Linked DNA regions of Oryctolagus cuniculus: region 1 is linked to region 2. Evidence: chromatin contacts called from public Micro-C data. All regions are on one chromosome and are shown on one strand. The core of a region is the stretch at or near the end of the contact, and the rest is flanking DNA. Distances in the headings are between cores, read along the strand shown. Region 1 holds the start of TMEM243 (transmembrane protein 243). Region 2 holds the start of SLC25A40 (solute carrier family 25 member 40).

Region 1 (6,656 bases), core at 1,216-3,715, 550 kb before region 2:
CGCTTCTGGTTGTGAACAGAACAACGTCCGTCTCAGAAAGGAACGTGGTGATGGAACACGGAGAGCCCAGACCCGGCCCACTGCCCCGCACTGAGGACAGTGTCTCCCCAGACGCTTCTGCTGGGGGGGGGGGGGCGGGGGGGCTTCTTGCCATGAAAGGTACAGGCCGCACCCAGTGCGTGCAGGCTCAACTCTCAGCAGCTATAAAAACAAGGAAAAGCTCAGACCCCCACGTGCCCACCACAGGAAGGGCGCTTTCTGCTCAGAAGTGGTGGTCACCACGCCCAAGTCCCCGCTGTCGAGTGGCTCTCAGAGCCCCGGCACCTGAAAGGGAGCAAGCTGGAGACACAAGGTACCAGGGCCACTGAGGGGATCCCAGGGCCCCCAGGAATCCACTGCCCTAGCAGTCACTGCCCTCTGTGGGAAGGGCTCCAATGCCGCACCAACTCTCCTCCCACCACTGAGGTCCATCCTGCGCCCTGTTCACTTCCGGCCCTGGGCGCCTCTCCTCCCTGGCGTTCGGCAGCTGGTCAGTAAGGAGCCGGCCCACCTTCAGACCTTTCTAAACCGTGGAGAAATCACTCTGCCGGCCTCCCACAGAGAGCCACGCCAGCAATTATACCTCATTCTTCACTTTGTTCTCTAAGTAGCTTTACCTACTGTTCTCAAACTGCCCAAGTAATAAGGAGGTTGGACTAAACAGGCAACAGAGACAGATCTGCAATGGTAAAAGTCTCAGATGGGTTTCAGATGGACCTTAGGTAACAGAAAACAAAGCCGCTGGGCATCGTGGCCCTAGGTTCAGAAAGCAGCCGTGCTTGGCAGCGTCTGCATCAGTCAACAGGTCCATTCCCAAGTCCTGCACCTGTTACCACGGCGGCTACAGGGCTAAAAGAAAGCAGGTTTTGATCACTAGGAATCCAATCTGTGCGCCAATGCCCGTGGAGGAGATGCTGAACCTGCTCTTGGCACAGGGGACAAACCTCAGGCTTAAAAGTGACCAGCTGGCTGGCGCCGCGGCTCACTAGGCTAATCCTCCGCCTTGCAGCGCCGGCACACCGGGTTCTAGTCCCGGTCGGGGCGCCGGATTCTGTCCCGGTTGCCCCTCTTCCAGGCCAGCTCTCTGCTGTGGCCAGGGAGTGCAGTGGAGGATGGCCCAAGTGCTTGGGCCCTGCACCCCATGGGAGACCAGGAGAAGCACCTGGCTCCTGGCTTTGGATCAGCGCAGTGCGCCGGCCATTGGAGGGTGAACCAACGGCAAAGGAGGACCTTTCTCTCTCTCTCTCACTGTCCACTCTGCCTGTCAAAAAAAAAAAAAAAAAATGACCAGCCGCTCCTCTGCACAGCCCTGCCCCAACCCCACCAACGTGTGCCTATCATCCCCATCTAACGCATTCCTGGGATTCCCAGGCTGAGCTCAGCCACGGCTGCAGAAAACCAGCATCTGGACCAGGGCCAGCTCCTCAGGAGCACGTGGTGCCGACCAGGCAAAGCCAGGAGAGCACAGGTGCACCTTCCTGGACATCAACCTGAAACGTTTTCTTACCAACACACTCGGAGAAAGCGAAACCCACGTGGATTTCAACAAATGAAGGAATCCAGCGGCAGGCTGGCAGCTTTCAAATTCAGACCTGTGCCCCAGACTGTGCAAGTCCCCATCCCGTGAGCCTGAGGCGTCTGCCGGGGCTAAGAGATGCCGGCGGCTCCAGACTCGGGCCTCTCCAGAGGCCCGAACGCACTTCACCGCGGGAGGCGGCACAGAGCAGCAAGGCCACTTTCCAGACAGGGGGTCGGGGGCAGCCAGGCACAGGCAAACTCTGCCCAAACCACTCACAAAGTTAAGAGGGCACAAGAAGCGTTCTCCCGGCCTGCTGGCCGGGGGCATGACAAATTGTGAAGTCAAAGGCGAAAGCTCTCAGAAGCCTGGAGTACTGTGAGGTTGGCTTGCCCGGCCCCAAGGACCCTTTGATCTCGGGCCACTTCCCGGAATCCAGGCCATCTTCAAAGAGGCCCTCGGTGCACGGGAACCCCTCGAGGACGCTGTGTACACACGGCCCGGAACTTTCCCAAGTCCACCCCAGTCCGCAGGGCTCGCGGCCCAACCCGAGGGCAGGCCGGACGTCTCGAGCGGGCACTCGGCTGGCTGGCGGCAGCGGCTCTTCCCGCCCTCGAGCGCCCCAGGGGGCCCGCGGGGACCCCCGCACGGCCCCGCGGACACGCACTCACCTTGGCAGACGTCTCCCCGAACAGAGGTCTGTTGTCCAGGCCACTGGTGCCGTAGGTCCTGGCGGAGAAGTCCTCCATTTTGGGGCTTCCTCGCTCTCCCCAAGCCACTCAGCAGCGAGCCGGCATCGCTTCCCGAGGCCTCACGGCGCCCGCATGGCGGAAGCCCCCGGGGGTCCTCACGCGCGCGAGTTGCGGCCGCTCCGCCCGAGCGCCGCCGTCCTCCTCCTCATCCCGAGCGGCTGCCGCACAAGGGAAGGAAACACACACGCGTGGCCGCGCCGGCCGGGGCGCCCCCGCCCGCACCTCCCGGCCCGGGGCACGGCTCCCGCCCGTTCTCCACCCTCTCCGCCCAGGGAAAGTTCTCGCAGCCCCTGCGCCGCCCCAGCCCTCCGCTCCCGGGCCCCCGCACGAGTCGAGTTGCCCGCGCGCGCCGAGCAGGCTCGGGTCGCCGCCGGGACCGCACCTTGCACCTTGCACCCGTCCCGCGCGGCTGTAGCGTCTTCTTCCCGGGAGCACGGCCCGGGCCTGCCCAGCCCGCCCGCCCGCGCCCGCAGGCCGGACCTCGGCGCCCCCCAGCCGCCCGCACGCTGGGGAGTCCCGGCCGCCCCGCCGTCGGGGTTCGCGGCCCAGGCTCGGGGACGCCGCGGGACGCGCGCGGCAGGACAGAGCCGGCGCCGCTCTGGGTCCCGCTCAGCCGCCCCGGCCGGGACCCGCGGCCACCGTCGCCGACCGGCCCGGCCCGCCCAGGCCGCGTCACCGGCGAGGCGGCCAATCCCGCGGGCCGGGGCGCCGCATTGGCTGCGGAGCTTCCGAGGCGCCGGCCCGTTCCCCGCAGCGACGCGGCCCGCGGGCCCGGAGGGCTCAGGCGCCCGTGGCCGCGAGCGCCCCTCAAACGGCCGGGGCGCGGCGGGGGGCGGCGGCCTCCTGGGCTGCCTGGACGCGTGTCTGGCGTTGTTCTGTCACAGGGAGACTTTGTGTGCGAGAGCGGCGGCGAGGTGCTGGTGCTCGGTCCTCCTGCGCCTCGCGCGCTCAGTCCGCCGGCGACGGCGCTGACTCAGCGCGTTCCGGCGGCCGAGAAGGGCGCTGGACAGGCCAGGAAGGGGAACGCGGCGGCGCTTGCCGCTCGGGTCATCTCTAAATATTCCGAAAGAAAGCGTGAGGAGCGGAGCGCCCGGTTCGCGGTTGTGCGCAGGGAGAGTGCTGGGGCCGCTGCCGCCGGCGCCCCGGTGCTCGGGACGAGGGCTGCACCGGGAACCACGCGGGTTTGTGGACCACACCTGGCACCTGGGGACGGTGCGTGTCTGCCCTACTAGTTAAAGTGTTCGCTCCGAGGGCTGCGTTCAAACAGCCCCCACCCAGTTCTATTAAAAGTCTGATTAGGGGCCCGCGTTGTGGGTCGCTTCCGATGCAGCCCCCCGCCAACGCCCCTGGGTTGGAAGAAGACCCAAGTGCTGGGACCCCTGCACCCACGGGGGAGACCAGGATCAAGCTCCTGGCTCGGGCTTGGGTCAGCGCTGGCTGTGCGGCCAAGCCTAAACCTGTGGAAGATGTCTCTGTTTCTCCTCTGTATCTCTGCCTCTCTCTCTCTCTCTCTCTCTCTCTATATATATATATGTATGTATATATATATTATACTTATTATATTAATGTTTATTATTATATATAAATAATTTATTTGACAGAATTATAGACAGACAGAGAGAAAGGTCTTCCTTCCGTTGGTTCACTCCCCAAATGGCCGCTATGGCCCGCACTGTGCCGATCCAAAGCCAGGAGCCAGGTGCTTCCTCCTGGTCTCCCATGTGGGTGCAGGGCCCAAGCACTTGGGCCATCCTCCACTGCCCTCCAGGGCCACAGCAGAGAGCCAGACAGGAGGAGGAACAACGGGGACTAGAACCAGCGCCCATGTGGGATGCTGGTGCTGCAGGCAGATTAACCAAGTGAGCCACCGCGTCGGCCCCAGCTCTGCCTGTCAAATACATAAATCTTAAAAAAGTTTGATTAGGCCTACAGATAACTTTATTCACTCACATTCAGCCATATTCAACAAAATTCTTAGGAGTATCTGCTGTTAGCCAGGATAATAGAGGGATGGGGTACTACAGTGATAGAGATGGGTTTGGGCTGCATTCCCAAACACAAGTCCCAAGACCATATTACTGAAACATTAAGATCCAGAAAAATAAAATTTGGGGAAATATAATTCTGTACTTTAAAAATTATTTTAAAGACATTTACTCACATTTTTTAAAGAGGACTTATATTTGAGAAACATAGTAATGGGACAGAACACCACGTAGGCCACTTGATACAACAGGCATGGAATATACGTATTTTTTGCAAGCATAAACCGATATACCATCAACCTTCACACAGGTATAGCAGTTATGAGCAGATAAATGTATTCATAAATGGAAAAAAGTAAAATTGTAAATGCATGTCATTACGGTTGGTGATTGTGTGCGCCCAGCCTGGTAACTGCAATCGTGTGGAATTCCACGAGAAGCAGCCTAAGGCTCTGTCCAGATCACTAGAAAACCGTGATGGGGGAGGGAGCAGGCACTCCCTTAAGTGAGAGCATGCCATTTGGGAGTAGCTGGTTTTGATGCTTGGTTTCCTGTTACTTCAGAACCTGAGAGGCAACTGTGATGGCTCAGGTAACTCGGCTCCTGCCACTCACGTGGAAGACCTGAATGGAGTTCCTGGCTTGGCCCTAGCCATCATGTCCATCTGGGGAGTGAATCAGCAGATGGAAGACATATCTACCTATCTCCATGACCCCCACCTCTCTCCCTCCCTCCCTCTCCTTTCAGATAAAATCAAATTAAAAAAAAAAAAAAAAAAAAAAAAAAAACAGTAGGCACTCAAATGGTGGCTTCCTGTATGGTTACAAAGCGGTGAATGGGACACTGCTGGTGCAATGGGGATCCATGGGAAGGTCTCTCTAGCCTCAGAAGCCTTGTTGAGGAAGCTTCTAAGTCAGGGCTCACAAGGAGAACAAGTCAGCCAGGCCAGAGAGGCCAGCTATTGGTGTAAAGCGAATTTGAGCAGGAAGGTCGAGTCAGATAGTGACCTTCTTAGTCTAGAGCTGCTTATCCTCTTGTGTCAATAATTTTCTTTGCCTCTGCTGCATTTTTCCTAAAACCCACCTCCTCATGATTACTACCTCCCATCCCCCCAAAGTCCCACTTGCTATGGCCTTGGCTTGCTTTGGCACCAGACTTGGGGGAAAAGGACCGTGCAGCCCCAGTGCCCACCACTGCGTATCAGGCTCAGTCTCTGTTACACCATTGAGAGGCTCACAGAGAAGTTTTGAGTGATTCTGAGCTGTACTAAGCTGTCCGCCCCAGCCAGCCTACAGGCAGGACCACTTTTAAGTTCCGCTGCTTTCTGCAGAGTGGAGCACAGGACTGGTGAAAGAAGACCACGTATGCAAGTCAATGGCAGGTTAACCAAGGTCCTTGCTACTCAGGGTGTGGGTAGACCCGCAGCATTAACACCACCTGGCAGCTTGTCAGAAATGCAGAATTTCAGGCCTCATCCAAGATCTGCTAAACCATAATCTGCTGTTTATGGATCCTCAGGAGATTCATACGCCCACTGAAGTTTGCAAAGTACTTTTCATGTACCTCTATTTTTGCACACTGAAGCAATGTGATATAATTGACCCTTCCACTTTTTATTCTCTATTTTCCTTTCTTCAAATCTCTGCATGTTCATTCTGCTTTAAGCCCTCCTTCCCACTGCACATTTTGGATTTGTCCACACCCAGAGCTTTATCGTGTTTGAAATCAGTCCACACAGACCCTTTGGTAAGACCACCTTCCAGCCCTTTGCTTCTCTCACTTGCGCCCCTAACACAGCCCTTTAGGGATTGCAGTGTTTCCGGTCCTTGGTCTCTTGACTTTGTGCTGGTGGGTCTCCTCCCCTGTTTTCACTTCTCCTAATTTTCCCCCTAATTCAGACTCTATGTCCTGTCGCCACAGTGCCTCCTTAGAATTTCCAGTTCCCTTGCCCACTTATTTATCACGTCTGTGCAGAAAGTCCTCTGAGGTGTTAATCTTTCTTCCTTCTCAACACCTGTGACCAAGTTGAGGGAGGGGAACCATAAATGCCCAACTGGAGTAATCTTAAACCAAGGCCAGCCAATTCAGCTGCACCCTTAAAGCCGCTTGGAAATCCTGGGGTGCCTGGGCAGTTCTCGCCCTGTTGTCTCTTCCCTCCAGCTCAGCAGATGACTCGGCCTGCACTTTCCAGGGAGAGACAGCAGCCATCGGTGGGAATTCCCTCAACTCCCCAGCAAGCCTGTACGTGCACCCATGCCTATCCTCTCTCGTTTCTGCTTCCCGCCAGTTGGAGTGGAAGAGATGTGGGTTCAGCTCAGATTTCACAGCCCACTGCACCCCACAGTCACAGAGGGATCATTCTTT
Region 2 (6,128 bases), core at 1,627-4,126:
TTCCATTTAGGTTGTGTTCAAGGAACAGATAATGCTGAATGTACCCTGGTTTGCCAGCCCACCCTCACCTAAGACAGCAACTTCAGTGCCACAGCCACTGACTAATACCATACTCTCACATGCGTAGCCTGCAGAACTAAGAATTTAGCCTCAGAAAAACCAACATATCAGAAGAGTCAAACAGTAATAATTATTACTGAAGGTCTCAAAGAAGCAGGAGATAAAGACTAAGCTAGGTTGCCATAGATAAAAGGTTATTAGCCAGGTGGCAGGGTTTTTACAGAAGAGCAAAGTGAAAAGAATTACAGAGCTAATATGTCTAGATTCTAAAATATGAAATTTATATTTATTTATTTTTAAAGATTTATTTTTTATTTATTTGAAAGACAGGGTTACAGAGAGAGGTAGAGACAGAGAGAGAGAGGTCTTCTATCCACTGGTTTACTCCCCAGATGGTTAAAAGCCGGGATTGTGCCAATCCGAAGCCAGGAGCCTCTTCCAGGTCTCCCATGTGGGTGCAGGGGCCCAAGGACTTGGGCCATCTTCTACTGCTCTCCCAGGCCATAGCAGAGAGCTGGATTGGAAGAGGAGCAGCCAGGACTAGAACCAGTGCCCACATGGGATGCCGGCGCTTCAGGCCAGGGCTGTAACCCACTGTGCCACAGAGCCATCCCCAAAATTTGTATTTTGATATGCATGAGGTACCCTGAAAAATATTAGGTCTCATTTGATAATCACCACAAGCTGTAGAGTAGACTAATCAGAGATTATCTTCATTTATAGAAAACTCTAGGAAGGGTTAATATTTGCCCACGGTCATAAAATTTCTTAGGGACAGGGCTTAGTACCACATTCATTTCTCTTGATTCACAGCCAAATGTTCATTTAATTAGGCTAAAATTCTGCTGATGTTCTTCAATTTTGTTCAACAGAACTCTCTACCAAAGCTTGTAACTACAGACAACCCTGCCCCCATTAAATTCTTCTTGAATGAATACCCTTCATTTAAATGACTCTGTTTAAGCATGTTTTTAAGATCTACCTTAACATAATCATTCTCTTACCAATAGATCTGACTATTGACATGATAGGTAAAGAGGTTTCCATCCTCATTGGTCATGGATTCACAACCAAATCCTTCCTGCTGCAGCTACTGAAAGATCTGGGCTCCAATAACATTTTAAAAAGTTAACCTTGGATGACAGATCAGAAAAATGTTAACAAATAGGTAAAGCAAATGTTCTGCTTATTCACAACAAGGAATTATGCAGTCAGGTGAGAGTGTGGCAGAGTTAAGTATTGAATTACGTTACTGTTCTGCCTCATTATATTAAATAAGAAACATATCTATGGCATAAGACAGACTTGCTTGTTTCAATAGAAACATGCTTAAATCTGTCCCATTTCTTCTAAATCCTCCAAACGTGCAATTTTCTTGTACACTGACAAATTTTTTAAACAGTATGCTCAACTTGTCAACTTCAAGTTCATTTTTATCTAGTACTTATCTCTGCCATCCACAGAAGTTTTAATTATAGAAACCAATGACATCTTCACAAAATTAAAGGCCTATTTTTCAAGTCTTAGTCTTTTTAAAACTTTGGGATGGAGGAAGTGGTGTAGAGTTCACCAGAAAGAGCAACCGCTGAGCTGTTACTCCATGCCACGCACACATTAATAAAGCTTTCAAAAATGTTCCATTTTATCTTCACAACAGCTCTGAGAAATATCTATAACTCCCTTTTCACAGATTAAAATTGCTCAAAATTACCCAAAGCCGTACAGAGAAGCTCATTAAGATTCCAATATCTGCAATTCTGTGACTTTTGACCTTAAGCGTTTTTTCCAGTTCCCTTCCCAGTTCTGCGGCCCTCTTTTCCATCGCTTTCCCGCTCATCACGCTCCCATGACTATTACTACAGTCTCTCTGCAACTGATGCTTCTCTATCTTTTAAACCCTTCTGAAAACACTGAAAACCTTGCACTGTTTCGGCAGTTTATACTTTAAAATAGGTTCTGTCAAAAGCAATTAGATGGATGGCCAAGCCACACCTGTTCACCTCTGCTGCAGGCACGCCCCTAGGCCTGCGGGCTGTCAGCCCGAAGTCTCAAATCCACCTGCGTTTCCTCTCCCAGCGACGTCCACTGGCTCGCAAATACCCCAGCTGTCTCCCGGGGGGCTGCGCCGGCCGCCCCCGGCCTTCAGCCTAGACCGTCCGGAAGGGTCCTTGACTCTGCGCGCACGGATCGAGTCCCGCCCGCCCAGCCTGGGCTCGAGGGCGGCTATCCGCCACCGGCCACAGCACGGCTGCCTTTCGGGGCCAAGAGCGAAGGAGCGCAAACTCGGAGGAAACACAGTCCTCTTCCGCACGAGCGGAACCGCATCCCCAACTGCTTCTGGGGCATGGACACAGAAAACGGGAATGCGTCCGCGGTCGCCGCCCGCCACAATCCCGCTCCCCCCGGAGCGGCCACTCTGCCTTCCCGTCTTTATCCCCATTTTACGCCCAGTAGGGCGGACGCAGCTCCGCGGGGCCGCGCTCGGGCACCCGCCTCGGGGCCGGGGGCTGCCGGCGCCCCCCGGAACTCCCGCGGCGGCCTGGCTGCAGCCCGAGGGTCGGCGGGGGCTGCGGGAAAGCCCGCCCAGGGCAGGGGCTGCGGCCGCCGCTGCCGCCCTCGCCCGGCCCCGCCCGGCCGCAGCCTCCCGGACGTCCGACCGCTGGAAACTGGCGTACCTGGGGAGGGCGGCTGGGGGCCGGAGCTCCGGGGAGACCGCAAGGGCGCAGTGACCCCGACGGCAGGCGGCCGGCCTGGGGGGCTGCTGCGTCCACTAGCCTCGGCCACACCGCTGTCCCACCGACTCATCGGAGCGGGGCGACACGCTGACGCGCGGCGCGCCGACCCGGGGTCTGGGGTGCAGAGGGCATCGCAGAGGGGGCGGGGCAGAGCGGCGCGAGGGGCGGGGCGAGGCGCGAGGGGGCGGGGGCGAGGCGCGAGGGGCGGGGCGAGGCGCGAGAGGCGGGGCTCGCGGCAGGGCGGGGCGAGGCGCGAGGAGGAGTGTGCGGGGGGCGGGGCGAGGCGCGAGGAGGGGCGTGCGGGGGGCGGGGCGCTTGGCTCCAGAGGCGGGGCCGAGGCAGGGCAGGGCGAGGCGCGAGGCCGAGGAGGCTCCAGGGGGCGGGCCTGAGGCGGGGCGGGGCGCGCGGCGCGAGGAGGCGGGCACGTGCAGCCGGCACGGGGCGGGGCGCGGCGCTCGGCGGGAGAGGGGCGGGGCGCGCGTATAGGCGCCGCGGCCGCGTGACGCGTTTTCAAATCTTCAACTGCCGCAGCCCCCTCGGCCGTGCTGGGAGCCTTCTTCCTCCGCGCCTCGGAAGCCGGATCCGGCCCCGGAAACTGGGCCGGCGCCTGTACCTGGGCCGTCGTGTCCCGGAGAAGCCGTGTTTCCGCGGTCGCCCGGCGGGGCACCCTCTCCGGACGCAGCATGTAGGCGCCGGGCGGCTGCCATGAACTCGGGAGCCATGAGGATTCACAGCAGAGGACATGGCCAAGGTACGAAGCCCGCCCTCCGCCTTGGGTCGCCCGGCGTCGTCGCTGGGGCCTGCGGGCGGCCGCCTACCGGGATTACCTCAGCGCCACCGCGGCGGCCGAGCTGCGGGCCGGGGGCCTGCGGGCCGCGAGCCGCGCGGGGGAGGCCGGTCGCGCGCCGGGGCTCGGGCCGGGGGCCGGGGAGGGGCGCCGGGGTGGGCGTTTGCGTTTCGGGCGGAGGATTGCTGGCCCCAGGGCCGTGGCGCAGGCAGCGAGCAGCTCGTCTGATTCTTCAGCCGCCCGGGTTGGGTTGGGACGCGCAGGCGAGCGTGCGTCTCCTCCCGTAGCCGTGGGCGTGAGCGTGCGTGCGGGGACCCCCACCTAGCAGCGGGCTGTGCCCCCGCGGCCGGTGCTGGGGCCTCAGGTCCGCTTTCACCGAAACCGGTGTAGCGAGTGGACCATGAAGGCCTCGGTCGCTCGGCAGCAGAACTTGTATGTGAAACGGGCCGCCGCGCTCCTCGTAGCGGAGACCAGGTTTACAAGAACCTGGAACCCTTGAGCTTCGTGCGCGGCCGGCCCGAGTGGGCAGCGTTGGAGCTCAGCAGAGTGGCGGAGGGGCTCAGTAAACAGCCCGGGGAGGCCTTGCACACTTCTGAAGCTCCTGTGTGCAGTTTTGTTTAGTTCCGTGCCTTAGTCGTGAATGCACACGGATGCTTCCTGCGGATCCAACTGCTACTTTTACAGTAGGGTCAAGAAAAAATGTGTGGGGCCTGCTGCCTTTGGCTTGTGGTACTACAAAGAAGTATATTTAAATGCTAATAACTTTTAATTGGTGGGATTATAGGAATTGCTCCTGTGATATTATGGTTTCATGAAATACTTTTGAGACAGTAGCAACTGCATCTGTAGTAAGACATTATTAGCTCATTCTAAATATTTTTAATAACAGGTGGAATCCAAGTCAAAAATGAAAAAAACAGATCATCTTTGAAATCTCTGAAAACTGAAAACAGACCAGAAAAATCCAAATATAAGCCACTTTGGGGAAAAGTATTTTACCTTGACATACCTTCTGTGACCATATGTGAAAAACTGAAAAAGGATATTAAGGATCTGGGAGGGGTAAGTGAAAACCATACATTGACAGAAAAGGAAAATTTTGTAATCAAGTAATTAAATTGTTTTTGGAAAATTTACAACCATCTATTACCACCATGCTTAAGATTTTATTTTTAAGCAACTGTTGTGTCTTTAATGAAAAACCATTTGTTTTAACTTTTTGTAGCCTGACAAAACTTCAGGTTTCTGTGATTGGGAGATTAGTATTGAATTCCCAAAGTGTTGAGAAATGAGACTCTCTTACCTAATAGAACCACTCATTGCTTTTCACTGTAATGGTGGATGCCCTGTGGAGAGTGGGAGCACTTTGATTGTGATTAGTAGAAATCTACTTAGGTTTATATGGACTAATGTAACAATTTAGAATGTTACTGCAGAATGAGAACTTGTTCAAATGAAAAGCAAGTAAAATTGCTGTTGGGTGATAGAGATACAGAGGCTCAACAAAATAAATGTCATTAAGGAAACAAAATTTTAGAGTAAGAATTTGAAAAACCTGCTGTCTTACCTTATACATTAATTGGGAATTAGGAAAGTCAAGCAAAGTTGTACGTTTTCTTAGGATTAAGGAAGATATTAAATTTTAGCAGATATGGTTATTAAGATGTTTTCTGTCTAAAAATTTCTGGACTTTGAAGATCAACATCTTTGAACATCCTTTCAGTGCCAGACTAGACTCTTTAAGAAGAGTGTGTAATGAAGTTTCTAGAATTGCTTGTTGGTGTGATGTTTCACTTATTTTATTTATCTTTGAAAAAATATTGTTTTGCTGCTTATTTTTTGCTGAAGTAAAACATCACAACACATATTTGTATTAGTAGTGTGTAGTATAATGAACGTATCATTGAATTCCCAAAGGTTGCGTTTAATTTATAGGCTTTCTAATGATATTATGAACTATACTACCTATCAAGGTGGTCTTAATTTGTTAAGGACTTAGACATCAAATATACATGTTTGGGACCGGCATTGTGGCGTAGCAGGTAAAGCTACTGTGTGCAGTGCTGGCATCCCTATGGGTGCCAGTTGGAGTCCTGGCTGCTCCACTTCCGATCTAGCTCTCTGCTATGGCCTGGGAAAGCAGCAGAAGGTGGCCCAAGTGCTTGAGTCCTCGTACCCACGTAGGAGACCTGGAAGAAGCTCCTGGCTTCGGATCGGCTCAGTTCTGGTCGTTGTGGCCATCTGGGGAGTGAACCAGCAGGTGGAAGACCTCTCTCTACATTGGCCTCTCTGTAACTCTGCCTTTCAAATAAATAAATCTTTAAAAAAATTAAATATACATCTTCATTGTAGAAATGAAGTACATAATGAAGTCTACATAACTGGCCCAATCAGAACAGTATTAGCCACTCAATTCCCAGAGTTAAGTACCACTGTTCCATTTTGTTCCTTCAGCAATCATTGGCTATAAAGTAGCTTTCTGGGACAGGTCTCTGAAATGTGATGACTAATCCATTAGCTAATAATAATGATGTTAACATTTGTTT

What was found. A called contact is a pair of places that touch in the nucleus more often than the background predicts.
Region 1: a Micro-C map of ear pinna shows a contact between it and region 2, with 2.7 times the contacts expected there. The contact joins the promoter of TMEM243 here to the promoter of SLC25A40 in region 2. A contact is called at or near these places in 2 of 6 Hi-C or Micro-C datasets (ear pinna and an unstated tissue).

What each region holds. Positions count from the first base shown.
Region 1 is chr16:48,027,946-48,034,601 of mOryCun1.1, reverse strand. It overlaps TMEM243 (transmembrane protein 243), which reads right to left and starts at 2,465. Exons shown (of 5, transcript XR_011382992.1): 1 at 2,227-2,465.
Region 2 is chr16:47,475,822-47,481,949 of mOryCun1.1, reverse strand. It overlaps SLC25A40 (solute carrier family 25 member 40), which reads right to left and starts at 2,876. Exons shown (of 12, transcript XM_051853377.2): 1 at 2,736-2,876. It overlaps DBF4 (DBF4-CDC7 kinase regulatory subunit), which reads left to right and starts at 3,235. Exons shown (of 12, transcript XM_051853365.2): 1 at 3,235-3,546; 2 at 4,472-4,644. The coding sequence starts at 3,501.